2 separate regions of the Cyprinus carpio genome follow, and region 2 is linked to region 1. A link is a contact called in public Hi-C data. All regions are on one chromosome and are shown on one strand. The core of a region is the stretch at or near the end of the contact, and the rest is flanking DNA. Distances in the headings are between cores, read along the strand shown.

The links. A called contact is a pair of places that touch in the nucleus more often than the background predicts.
Region 2: a Hi-C map of skeletal muscle shows a contact between it and region 1, with 6 times the contacts expected there. The contact joins the promoter of LOC109047209 here to the promoter of LOC109047211 in region 1. A contact is called at or near these places in 2 of 8 Hi-C or Micro-C datasets (liver and skeletal muscle).

What each region holds. Positions count from the first base shown.
Region 1 is chrB22:18,606,666-18,613,760 of ASM1834038v1, reverse strand. It overlaps LOC109047211 (renin receptor-like), which reads left to right and starts at 1,745. Exons shown (of 9, transcript XM_042749101.1): 1 at 1,745-1,902; 2 at 3,678-3,808; 3 at 3,890-4,018; 4 at 4,360-4,455; 5 at 5,066-5,203; 6 at 5,660-5,713; 7 at 5,876-6,025; 8 at 7,022-7,095. The coding sequence starts at 1,851.
Region 2 is chrB22:18,792,439-18,798,601 of ASM1834038v1, reverse strand. LOC109047209 (mid1-interacting protein 1-B) reads left to right here and starts at 3,063. Exons shown (of 2, transcript XM_019064918.2): 1 at 3,063-3,217; 2 at 3,565-4,865. The coding sequence starts at 3,833. The coding sequence ends at 4,273. It overlaps tspan7b (tetraspanin-7b), which reads left to right. Exons shown (of 8, transcript XM_042749918.1): 8 at 1-192.

The DNA.
Region 1 (7,095 bases), core at 496-2,995:
GCTCAGCGCGCTCCAGTCCCGCTGCTCAGGGCGAGAACGGACCTCAAACACTGTGCGGGACAAAATCTCCTCCGCGGGCAAGAGACGGAAACAGTGCTTTTGAAACGATCATGTTAAATGGATTAGGTTGTGGGTGATATTTCTGATATTTGTTATTGACTGAAAGACCAAAGCAAATGATGTGTGTTGCCCATGAGTGTTTTGAACGTATATTAAAAGGATAATTGGAGTGTAACAAGCTCTCTTCTTTTGCTATCATAGTTATAAAAATTATAACTTTAATCGAAAGAGCATGCAGAAAATGTGCACTCTGAAAGTGAAAGTGTTGAAAATGTTACAAAGTGTGTCACCAGACCTAAAATATACCCTATGCCAATTTCAATGTTTTTGATGTGTGTTTATGTGTGTGCGTGTGTGTATGTATATATATATATATATATATATATATATATATATATATATATATATATATATATATATATATATATATATATATATAATGTGGATCAACTCTCTATTGCCTATTTTTGAAAACACACCATGATTTTGTCTTATGCAGCAGTAGGCTGCTAGCTTATACTATATATCAGTATTATATATAATTTAATTACCAAACATATTCTCAACGTCTGAGTCATCATCAATCTGATCATCAGCCTACAGCTCACCAAGATATGTATATTCTTTATATAAATAACTATCATGCATGCAGCCTCTTTACTTCTATTTCAACTCAGACTTTATTTTCAATATACTACTCGTTGACTTATTGACTTGTTTTGAAATATCATGAGTCACATAAGGCTTCTCGGCCGAACATGTGGCGATGATCTGCGTTAGGAGACACGTGAAACTAATGTCACAGGCGCAGGGAGATGATCGCTGGCTCGCGGAGATAAACACGGGCGATACGAGCAGTTAGTGACGGAACAAGAGCTCCTCCAAGTGGACAACGGTGATATTACAAGAAAATCAGCACGCTTGGAGAGGACCATCAACGATACGAGGCAAGATCATGGTCCTCAGATTGTATTCAAATTGCTAATAAAAACAAGAAATGTATGCATATAAATACTATGACCTACAAATTGCTAGTTTAACTTCGGTAGTGTTTTTGTTATTATTATTATTCTGTCTTTTGAGCTGTAGCAGTATATGGAATCAAATCAAAGTGTAGCCTATTTATGCTCTAATTATACACAATTATAATACACTATCCTGTTATTAATGTATTTCATCAGAAAGAAGATCCGCAGTCAAGTTAGGATGAAAACGAGGCTATGAGGGAGAGACGGTCTTTATAATGGCAAGCGATGGACAAATGTCACAACTTTTAAAAACTCTTTTATGAAGTTTTTGTCTACATTTGTTTAATCTGTATGTTGCTAATCAACATTATAATCCACTGAACATAAGCTACCTCTATTCCTCACAGCCTTGTTTTCATTCCTGTCAGAAATCAAATTTGGTAGCCTACGTGCTACAAGCTAAGTGATGTAGTAAGCTAACTGAGTTTAAAAAAATCGAAATAATAAAACTTAGGCTATATTATCGAAAACATTTTTTCGAGATGGTTCTTCACGTCACTGCTTACTTTCTCAGAAAGTCTCTTTTGGTGTTAATTGTGTCGCTTAATAGCATTATAAACCTATTTTAGCTAGCAAATTTGCATGATCGAACATTCATTTTTAATTAAGGTCTGTCAGATAAGGTTTAAAAGTGCCGCAGTGAAAGCCGAAGCGCTACAGGGACAGCAGCAGCGACGTCATGACGCACGACGTCATGCGGTGGGCCCGTGTCACGTGACCGGTATTGCGAGGAAGCCAGTCCATCAGAAAGACCCTGCTGAGATGAATCGACCAATTATCAGCACGGTGTTTGCGCTTTTATGCCTTTTATCAGGTAAATTGACGTTATACTGTATCTTTTATATGTACGGGGTTTTATTTAGCCGGGTCGGTGTGTTTTTAGCGCTTGTTTAATGAAAAAATTACGAGTGCAGTGAGCTAATCCGCAGTCATGTAACTCGATCCAGTTGATCTCTTTTATACAATTAATTGAATCCATTTTATTTATGTGGATCTGCTACGATATTGTGTTTATGTGGCTTTATGCTGTGAAATACAAACGGTTTTTGCTGTTAAATGTTGATAGTGAATGAGGAAGCCCTAGCAAGTCATGTGACAGTCATGTTCATTAAAAAACATCTTACGTTGTTGAGCAGTAATATGGTTGTTATAGTATTGATATGAGTTTTAAACTGGTCATTGTGTTAGGAAAGGGCTTTTCAATGTTTAGTTTTTTTAGAAGCCAAAATGTTATCATTTTCGTACGAAAGGCATTTATATATTTGTATGTGCTTAGAAATTCCCAGTTTTTACAGAACAAGAAATCATATTATAAATATGCGATATTATTTGGAAAATATTTAGTTTGTTACGTTACATTATTTAGCTTTTTTACTGTACTACTATAAGATGGTACTGATAGATGTTTATATTTATTTGTATGAATATATTTATTTTCGTCATTTCTTTTACTTATTTTAATATAATTTGTATTTATTTTGTTAAATCTTATTTTTATTATTATTTAATTTATATACAGTACAGGTCAAAAGTTTGGAAACATTACTATTTTTATTGATTTTTTTTTAGAAGTTTGTTTTGCTGATAAATACTGGATTTTTTAGCATCAAAAAAAATACATTTATTTGATTGTAATATTGTGATATATTATTACAATTTAAAATAATTGTTTTTAAATTTATTATACTTTAAATTATCATTTATTTCTGTGATGCAAAGCTGAATTTTTAGGATCATTATCACATGATCCTTTAGAAATCATTCTAATATGATGATTCATTATCAAAGTTGGAAACAGTTCTGCTGCTTAATATTTTTTCAGAACATGTGATACTTTTTTAGGATACTTTGATGAATAAAAAGTAAAAAAATATAAATATTTTGTAATAACAATATACACTACTGGTCAGTAATTTGGGGTCAGTAATTTTTTTTTTTCTTTTTTTTTAAATAAAATCAATACTTTTATTCAGCAAGGATGTGTTAAATTGATAAAAAGTGATAGTAAAGAAAATATATTATTAGAATATATATTATTAGATTTTTTTTTTTTTAATTTTGAATAAATGCAGTTCTTTTTAACCATTTATTCATCAAATATATTAGACAGCAGAACTGTTTCCAACACTCATAATAAATCAGAATATTAGAATGATTTCTAAATGATCATGTGATAGACTGGATGTTACATGTGACACTGAAGGCTGGAGTAATGATGCTGAAAATTCAGCTTTGCATCACAGGAATAAATTATTCTTTTAAAGTATATTCAAATAGAAAACTATTATTTTAAGTTGTAATAATATTTCATAATATTACTGTTTTTTTCTGTATTTTTGATCAAATAAATGCAGGCTTGATGAGCAGAAGAGACTTCTTTCAAAAACATTAAAAATAGTAATGTTTCCAAACTTTTGACCTGTACTGTATTTTATACAGTTTTTTTTTATTTTTTTGCAAACCTTTCGAAGGACCTTATTATGAATGTCATTGCATTAGCTGTCAAAATATTAAAGCAAGTGTCATTTATTGCAAAGAAAGATTGTGGTAATGTATATCAGCATTGTTTTCTGTACTATTTTCTATCAGGTGTTTTGGGCGACAGCTTGACTGTTCTGCGCAGCCCGCCATATGTGACATTCCAGGATGGACAATGGCCTATATCAGGAGAAAAGGTCCCCGATTTAGTCGCCCTGACCATGGGCTTCTCCATCCGTGAGGTATACGTCTATTTAATCATGTAATGGCACATGTGATGTCTTCATGTAAACGCTGTAGTGAGCTTGTTGTTTTGTTTGCAGGATCTTGATTGGCCAGGTCTGGCTGCGGGCTCGCTCTTCCAACGCCCGCGTGCAAACGCTCTGATTGTCGTGCGCGGCTTGGACACCCTCGACTTTCCGAAAAACATTTCCTCCTACCCTCTCGAAAATGTGAGTGATGCATTCTCATGTGCATGGGTTATTTTAGGGTCTGTGGTGCATGAATGCAAAAGCTGGTTTTGTCTCTGACTCTTTCTTGCTTTTATGTCTTTGATACAATGTGTATGTTGTCACTTTGACCTTTAAATGAATGAGTAAAGTTAAATAAGTCCCTTTTGACCCTGAAAACAGAAAAAAAGAAGTTTCGACAGCTAATTTGTAAGTTCCAGAAAATTAGGATATTTCTGGATTGAGTAGCCATGTATTTTCCCTGCTAGACTTCCCTTATTTTGCATCATGAGACTGATGGCACTACTTTGTCTGTCTATCCGTCTCTGTCTGTCTGGTTTCAGCCGGTTCCGTTCACTCTGGACAGTGTGGCAAACACGGTGCACACTCTGTTTGCCGACAGCACCCCTGTGGTCTTGCAGCTCGCCCCTAGTGAGGAGGTATGACCTCAGCGAATTTCTGACACATTATGACTCACTAACCACATAAGTGATGCCTGCAAACACACAAAGTGCTCTGCAGATGAAGATGCACGTGAGATGCTTAAAATCCAATGCTATTAAATGCAAAGTTGAAATGAGACCTACTGTAAAGAATATTCAATTCAATTGAACTGACTTGTTTTTTTTAATACTGGAAAATTAGCATTTTTATTCAGTGTTAAGTTAAAAGTTTGTAGTTTGTATATGTATAAAAAAAAAAAGAGTTGTCTAATCATGCTTTAAATGATGATTTTAGATTTTTTTTTTTTATTATTATTTATCTTATGTGTCTTTTTTTTAATTGCTGTATGTGTTGATATAGCACTAAGATAAAAAAATTTTTTTGCTGTTATTATGGTAATTTAAAAATAGTTTCAATTATGTTGTTTATAATTAGTAAAGTAAATAATTTTTTTTATTTAACAAACTGAGAGACAAGTCTAAATTGTTAGTTTTTTTGTGAAATTCTCACAGAGTCATAGATGATGTAAATGGGACATGTTTTGAACCCAAAACATTTATTGTATACGTGTCTAATATTAAGAAATGTCTTGATTGTGTGTTTCAGAGGCTGTATATGATGGGGATGGCCAACACGGTTTTTGAGGACCTGCCCGTGACCCTGCAGCAGATCCGTGGACGTCTGTCCCAGGATGGATCTGTCCTCACGTCCCTTCCTCTCATCTCTCTCAGCCGTAATAATGAGGTGAAGACTCATGGTGTTGAGATCTACTTTGTCCATAGATGTCAAATAACTAATTAAAAATGTATTTATCTGTCGGCACTGATAGCCTTGTTGGCAGCATGCTGACATACAGCATCGTTGTGCTATGGGCGTCCCAAGTTCGAATCCCAGCTTGAGGATCTTTCCAGATCCTGCACCCCTCTATCTATCTATCTGTCTGTCTGTCTGTCATTTATTTATTAGTGTTTACGGTATTCACACGCTTTATACAGACATGGACTGTAACAGTTTCTGAAGCAGTTTTTCGGTCTTTGTAGGAAGTGGCTTCTGAAAATATCGACATGTGAAAGTAGTTGTTACAGATAGAAACCGTCGTTTAGGTAGATGCATGTTGGTTTTTTGTTTCCCACCCTAAACTATGCGTTGATCTAAATAAACCGGTTTGAATGTGTTCGTGTGGTGGTCTGTGTTTTTCAGGCTGATCTTCTGTTCCTCTCTGAGGTTCAGGTGCTTTATGACATCTCAGCTCTGGTGAGTTTCTCTGTTTGCTCTGAGAAAAAAACAAACAAAATCTATGTAATCAGATTAAATTACCGTGGCAACTTTTTAAAACAAAGTGAATTGTCCTTTTTCACTGATAATTTACTCTATTGATTCTGTGTTTATTGAAGTGTTTCTTTCTGTGTGCTACAGTTGCAGAAACACAAGCATCTGGCTAAAGACCCGGCTCCTGACCTGTACTCTCTAGAGCTTGCGGGGTTGGAGGAGATCGTCCGTCGTTATGGCACAGACTCTCCTCAGTTCGCCGACGCTACCAGGATCCTGACGTCTGCTCTGCAGAAGGTATGGAGACTGTGCTGCATTATTATAGTTTACTAAAACATCAGCTTTCTATTATTTAAAATACATTTTAACTGGAATAAAAAATGTATAAAAATGTTCACCTGAACTAAAATAAAAACTAATAAAAATGGTAGTTACTAAACTAAACTAAAATCAAACTGGAAATATAAAAATAAAAACTAATTCTAAATATTAGTGATATCAGTGATACTCAGATAACACTGCTGTGCTAGCCTCTTTCTTGTTTACTGACACAATGGTCTCTAATGCAACAAAGTACATTACTTTTACTGTAATTTTTTTTTTTTTTCAAAATACATTACAGTCAGTGTTACATTAATGTAAATGCAGTTTGATAATGTGTTCATATTGTGTAATAGATAGCAGTGTAAATGACAATATTTCAATAATATGACAATAATTACAGAATTCTAAAACTTAATCGCAAGCAAAAGTTTTTTTTTATATGGAACATGGAACAAGTTGATAAAATGTTCTGCTAGAAATAAGGAAGACTAGTAGTTTTTTGTCATCGTTGTTGTTTTAATTAAGCCTTAGGACAATTAAGATTTTTATATTTATTTTGCATTAAGGCATTTTTAAGCAAAAAAAAATAATTATATTATGCTTTATTTCTTTACTTATTTTAAGCTAAAAAAATGGCACACTTTTACTGTGTAAAACTGTTAATATAACAAGTTAAAATAAATTAAGCCAAAATATTTAAAAGCTTTGCTTTTAGCCCCTAATATGACAAATTTTAGGTTATTTAGATATCTACAAATTTCTCTTTTTATTGTTTTGTCATGAACATAAGATCATCATCGTTCATTAAATTTCATTATTCATTAATTACATTTTCGTATGTATTTCTCTACTTGGTTCCAGATATAAAATGTGTTTGTTTTTTGGCCTAGTTGTACTAAATAATACATAAAAAGTACTGCTGTTTTTAGTACTTTTACGTTAAAATCTGTTTGTTTGTACATGAACAAGTTCGCAGACGATGTGGCCAACGTCTATGCAAACAACGCGGTTGTAGAAGTGGTGACGGTGAAGACATTTGAAGC
Region 2 (6,163 bases), core at 1,814-4,313, 180 kb before region 1:
TTGGTCCAGATTGCTGTATATTACACATCAAACATTCTGATTGGCTATTGTGGCTTTGCGCAGTATTTTCACACATCTGGTTAGGACACGGTGTTACTTAACCCCTAAAAAGTGACTTCAATGCAGATTTGATTAGTTAATTGCTCTTTCAAGAGGACAACTATAAAAAATAAAAAAATACAGATGACAAGATGTTTTTGTTGTTGTTGTTGCTGTTGTAAAATCTTTGGCAAAGGGGTTTATCTCAGAAATGGCTTTTTTTGTCTTCGTTTTTTGTTCCTCTTATCGGTGGTTTGTTGGTGGTTTGTTGAAATAATGTAGTGTAGTAAACATCAATTTTGTCTTGTCTTAAAAGCCAAAAACAAGCAATTTTCTGCCACATATAGCTGCGTGCAGAACTCAAATACATTTAGACTGAAGATTAGACTGACAACATGTGCCCTTAAAACTAGTGGCTTTTATGTCATTGTAAGACAAGCAGATATTTCAGAGCACTATCTAAACACTGTTTAATGGGCGGTTGAATGGGTAATTTTGCAGTTTATGGGTTGTAGTTACAGTTTTACACCACATCTACTTTGCGAGACACTGTATTTTCTATTATTTTGTGGCTTTTTACTGTAAGAATGTAATCAGCTCTGGGAATTTTCAATCTGCATGAGATATATGAAGGATAAAAAAAAATGATATTTCTGAGAATGCATAGAAGAAATATATTTAAAAATATAGCATCTTACAAAAGCTCTAAAAAGGTTACCGTTTGTCAGAATGCTTTGCGAAACTGTTATATATATACACACTGTTATATAACTTTTTTTGTACTCAAAGTAAAAATAATAATAATCAGCATCATGTGATGCTAGAGTGATTATGTTGGCAGGAGAACAGCTCTTAAACGCTGGAGGAATCTGATTTACAACTTTATATGAAGTGGAATAATCCCAGGTTTTCTGGAGGCTTTGTTTGTTCATTTTTGCAAGAATAAACCAAGCTTAAGACACCTCTGCTGTTTATTTATTGTTTATTTATTTGCATGTGTGGTAGAAAACGCTGCAGTCTTTGGCTTTCTTTACTTTTTATTTTGAATCGTGAAGTACTGTCAACTGAATTCCATATTTATGTGTGTCAGGGTGCATTTCTCTTTAATTTTGTGTTATTGTTTTGTATGGTTTTCTCATTGATCATTAATTCTCATTTAGGACGTGTAGCTGTTATATTAATATGTCAAACCATCATTTCTGCAGCTGCCCCGTGTGCTGATGGGTCATTAAGTATTAGAGTCCAGAATTCATAGTCTGAACACACGTGATGAACTACACATCTCCAGATAGACGAGCGGAGTAATAATATACTTTGTATAATAAAAAGAAAACTTTTTAAAATGCATCACCAGCTAGCATGCCAACAAAATGTACCTTGATATTGTAAACAACCGTGATCTCTATGAATAAAATGGTTCTTCGTCGTTATCAGCTTCTGGTTTGTCTGGTTTGTGTGTTTGTGGTTAAACTTGATGACTCTTTTTCCCCAGACGCGTTCTGGTCGTGATTTCTAAATTGCGTAAAAGGTCCAGGTTTGGCTTTGGTTTCTTTTTGACGTGCTCTCCACTGTCCTTGTACGTACATGAATTCTAAACGCACTAAACGTGTGCTTTTGACTATTTTCTTTGGTTTTGACCATTTTGATTTACACGACTGGTCGATTATGCACTGGTATGCATGGTATACTTTTCAGTCATTACCTTCAGCAAGTATGTAAACAATAGGAAAACAAAGCGAATAAACCCCGGACTTTTTAGACCATTTAGAAATCCCGGCCAGGACATGTCCGGGAAAAAGAGGACGTATTATCACCCTAATGATGTGACAATTAGAACTTGTTGTATCATGGCTTGAAGGCAGAACGCTGTTCCCTTCCTGACCGCTAGATGGGACCACGATGTTGTTGAAAAACGTAACGGGGCCCCAGCAGCCACAATGAAAGGAGCTCTCCATTCATGGGGAAATCCCATGCAAATAATCATGCAGACATGGATTTCAATGCAGATATTGTGTCTTCTGAGAATAAGAAGATCATATATAAAGAACAGATCCAATGCCCCCCCAAAAGCAAGTCCTACTATCTGTCTGACACTTTTAATCTGAAACGTCAAAACAAGAGGCGTCTACATGAACGTGCTTGTTCCACTTACTTTTGATAGCGAATTGTGCAGTACATTTCGTCCTTATTGTGAGCAGTTTATCCACTGTTTTATCATTGAAAACCCAAACAAACCTCATTTTGTGACGTGGTTTGCATAAAGTGGCCTTGTGCTATCTTTCTTTACAATAAAATTCACTTGATATTATTCAAAGCAACGACTGAAAAGCGACTTGAGCGAACAAATACATCTTGGTGAGGCTGTATGTAGATCTGTGTTTGATTTAGGACATCCACCCTTGTCCCTCGTGTCATTATACATCTCGCGTAGCCTACTCATATTTGCAAGTTAGTATTTGCATAATTCCACTGATCTGTGCAGGCTTGGCATACAGTCTCTTTAGGAATACACTGAACTTTTTTTTTTTTTTAATAAAGTAGGCTGTCTTATTTATTTTGTCTGTTTGTGAAAAATTACTACCTTTATATGTTTCAGCCATCATAAAATATCGTACTGAGGATGTGAAGAGTATTTTCGGTTCTTGTTGGCATAAAGCCATTATCCTTGTAAAGTGGTGTAAGATCAGAAAGCTCCATTTATAGACACAAAATACCGTTTTTTAAAAATATTAATTTGGTATTCGACATTTAAGAGTGGGAAGTTAAAATAAAGCGCATGAAGAAACCGTTGTGGCGCTGTAAGTGTGAGCTCTATACGCAATGTAGGTACTTTCATCAGTTCGGTAGTTCCCTCATGCGCTGTTCTTCTCGTACACTGTCGTGTGTCTTTGACCGTGAGCTGGAGCCTTGGCACGCTGCTGGATTCCCTTTCTGCCCTCTGATTGGCTGTCGAGAGGCGCCGTCCTCCTGGCGACTGGCTTCTGATTGGACAGAGCGGCTGAGCGGTTGTGGGCTGATGCCTCGTCTCATGAATATTCATAAGCGGCATAGAGCTACATGCGGCCTCACCCTCGATCCGTTGCTAGACGAGTGTGTTATCTTTCAGCGACTTTATCATCGGTTTCCTTGGACTTTGCCGGACGTTTTCGGATTTAAGGGAAGACGAATATCAGCAAAGGTGGGTGTTTAGAAGCTTGCGTTATTTGATATAGATTGACGCTTAGTTTGCCGGCCGGCTTTTTCTTTAGGAAATCAAGGAGTGGCAGGAAGCATATAAAGCGCGTTCAGAATACAGTTTTTAATACATATTTGAATTCAATTCGAATTAGTTTTACTAAATACCTAATAATCTGTATATTTAATTCCAAGGCATGTTTGACCACATACTGCAAAATATTAGTAAACTTATTCTTTATATTTATTGGATTCTCTGCCTCATATTCTACATTTCACACAGATTTTTCTTTTGATTATATAATATTGTGAGCATCCCTACTAATCTTCCACACATCTGTGTTATTTCAGGTTACATTATCCGGTTACGACCTGGTTACACGTTTGATTGATGTGTGCAAGCCACGCCCTTGCCTTAGATCCACCTGCGCTTTCAGAAACTCACTTTAGTGAAGCGCACAAGTAACCTGAGCACTCTCTGGACACGATTTATAGTGGATAAACCCTCCATTCGATCTTTCTGGACCGTCCAGCCTAAGAACAACCAACGTTACCTTATCTACTGCTGCTCTTCGTTCTGCCTCTGATCAAAACCCTCCAGGTCAATAAGACAGCAAAGATGATGCAAATCTGCGATTCCTACAACCAAAAAAACTCCCTCTTCAATTCCATGAACCGGTTTATTGGTGCCGTGAACAACATGGACCAGACGATTATGGTGCCAAGTTTGCTGAGGGATGTCCCATTGGACCAGGAAGGGGAGAAAGAGGTGAGCTCCTTCCAGGATGGGGACATGTACGGCTCTTATGTGCTCCTCAAATCAATTAGGAACGATATCGAATGGGGTGTACTTCAGGCCGACGAGAGGCGTAAGGAAAAGCATGGCGTGACGACGGCCCTGGAGATGTCTCGCATTGAACCGAACGATGAGGACTTGGAGAAGCTGTTTCATTTTCATCTAAACGGACTGCACACGGTTCTGTCAAAACTCACCCGAAAAGCCAACACTTTAACAAACAGGTACAAGCAAGAAATTGGTATCGGTGGCTGCGGGAATTGAAATGAACTGGAGTTTACTCCATCCATTGCCGGTGGACTGCAAAAAAGTTCACAAGGGGGTGCAGCAGGGGCCGAAGCCAAATGGGCCCCTGGTGGCTTCCGTGCATCTTTAATTCCCCGGATCAGAAAAAAAGACTTGTACTCGACGCCGGTTTACAAGCACCCTTAATTCCCCTGCTAATATCCCTTGATATTGTTTGCACAACCTTGATGCTGGCTTGGAAACAGGCTTTTGAAATTAAATGCGATTTATTTAAGCAAACAGGCCAACATTTAACATTTAGATATGCAAAAGACATTTCATTGGTCGTTATGGTAGTTTTGGCGGTGTATTAATGTAGATTATAACAGGTTGGGCTGAGAATTAATATCACTAATTATGTATGAAACGCACATTTCAACACTGAAAAGCCACTGGTACTTTATGACGTCAATCGTTGATGGAATCATATGATGGTTCTTATGGATGTTGACAGATTCCTGGAGATTACGTCACAGATACTGTTGGTAAAAGTTCTAGAAGGAAAGTTGTGTCATGTATTTTTTTTTCTATCACAAAGATGGTTTGGAAAATAAACATTTTGTAAATGCAACCCCACTGATGTGACTGTGTGTTTAACTCATGATTAACAATGAATCATTTCCTTCTGGGATGTCCTTGCAAAATATCACTTTACAGTAGTGTACTTGCCTTATCCTGCTCAGCAAACATTTGCCTGTGTTGGCGCGCACAGCTGCTGCTGAGGTCCGCAAAGGGATGAGGCACGTTATAGTTAAGACCTGGCAACATCTGACAGAGCTGGGCACCTGCAGTGCATTTTTCCATTTCGTACTGCTGAGTCACTGCTTGAGCTGCACTTAATGATGGACGTCTCTAATCTAAGCTGCCCAGTGCCCACACTAGTTTAATAGGCCTAAAGGCACTACTGTAAGAAAAAGCCTTATAAATTAAAGGAATGATTTGCTGATGCCTGTGTGGCCAGCTGACAGTTTTCTGTGGCATCCTGTCAAATTGTAATTAATATTGAATTGTTCTGCTCTTTGGAGACATGGTAAAGATAAGCATTAACCCCTACAAGATCTTTTGGAATTTTCTATGTGTTTAAAAAAACTAGCTTGATTTGTCTTCACATTTTGAGTCATTCAAACTGAATGCATAGTATTTCATGCTAAAATCTTGTATTCTCTAAAAATTCTATAGTTTTTGTCTGTGTGTTATCATCAAATGGTAAGCACACTTTAGGTTTTGTTTAAACTTAATTTAACATGTAAAATGACGTGCGCAGTTGCGCACAAAACAAATTTACATTTAAGATTTTGTCTGGTTTTGATGTAAAAAGCAACAACAAAACATTGATTTTGATTAAATTGTTAATCTTTAACATTAATAAATGTATGACATGCACAGAAGACACATTTACAATCTGACATCAAAACTAATCAGGTTTTACTTACTGAATTACTTGAAGGGATACTCCACCCCAAAATGAAAATTTTGTCATTAATCACTTACCCCCATGTCCTTCCAAACCTGTAAAAAGCTCCGTTCATCTTCGGAATACAATTTCAGATATTTTGGATGAAAACCGGGAGGCCTGTGACTGTCTCATAGACTGCCAAGTAAATAACAGTGTCAAGGTCCATAAAAGGTATGAAAGTCATCGTCAGAATACTCCATCTGCCATCAGACGTGCAATCTGGGTTATATGAAGCGATGGGAACAGTTTTTGTAAGCGAAGGAAACTAAAATAATTACTTTATTCAACAATTCCTTTGTCAACAGTCTCCTCTGTGTCTCTCCATATCACAGTATGCTGTGTATGCTTTTCTGTATCATCCGGGCCACAAGGATGTGCTGTTTCTATGTGTATTTAGCTTTGATTTGAAAGAA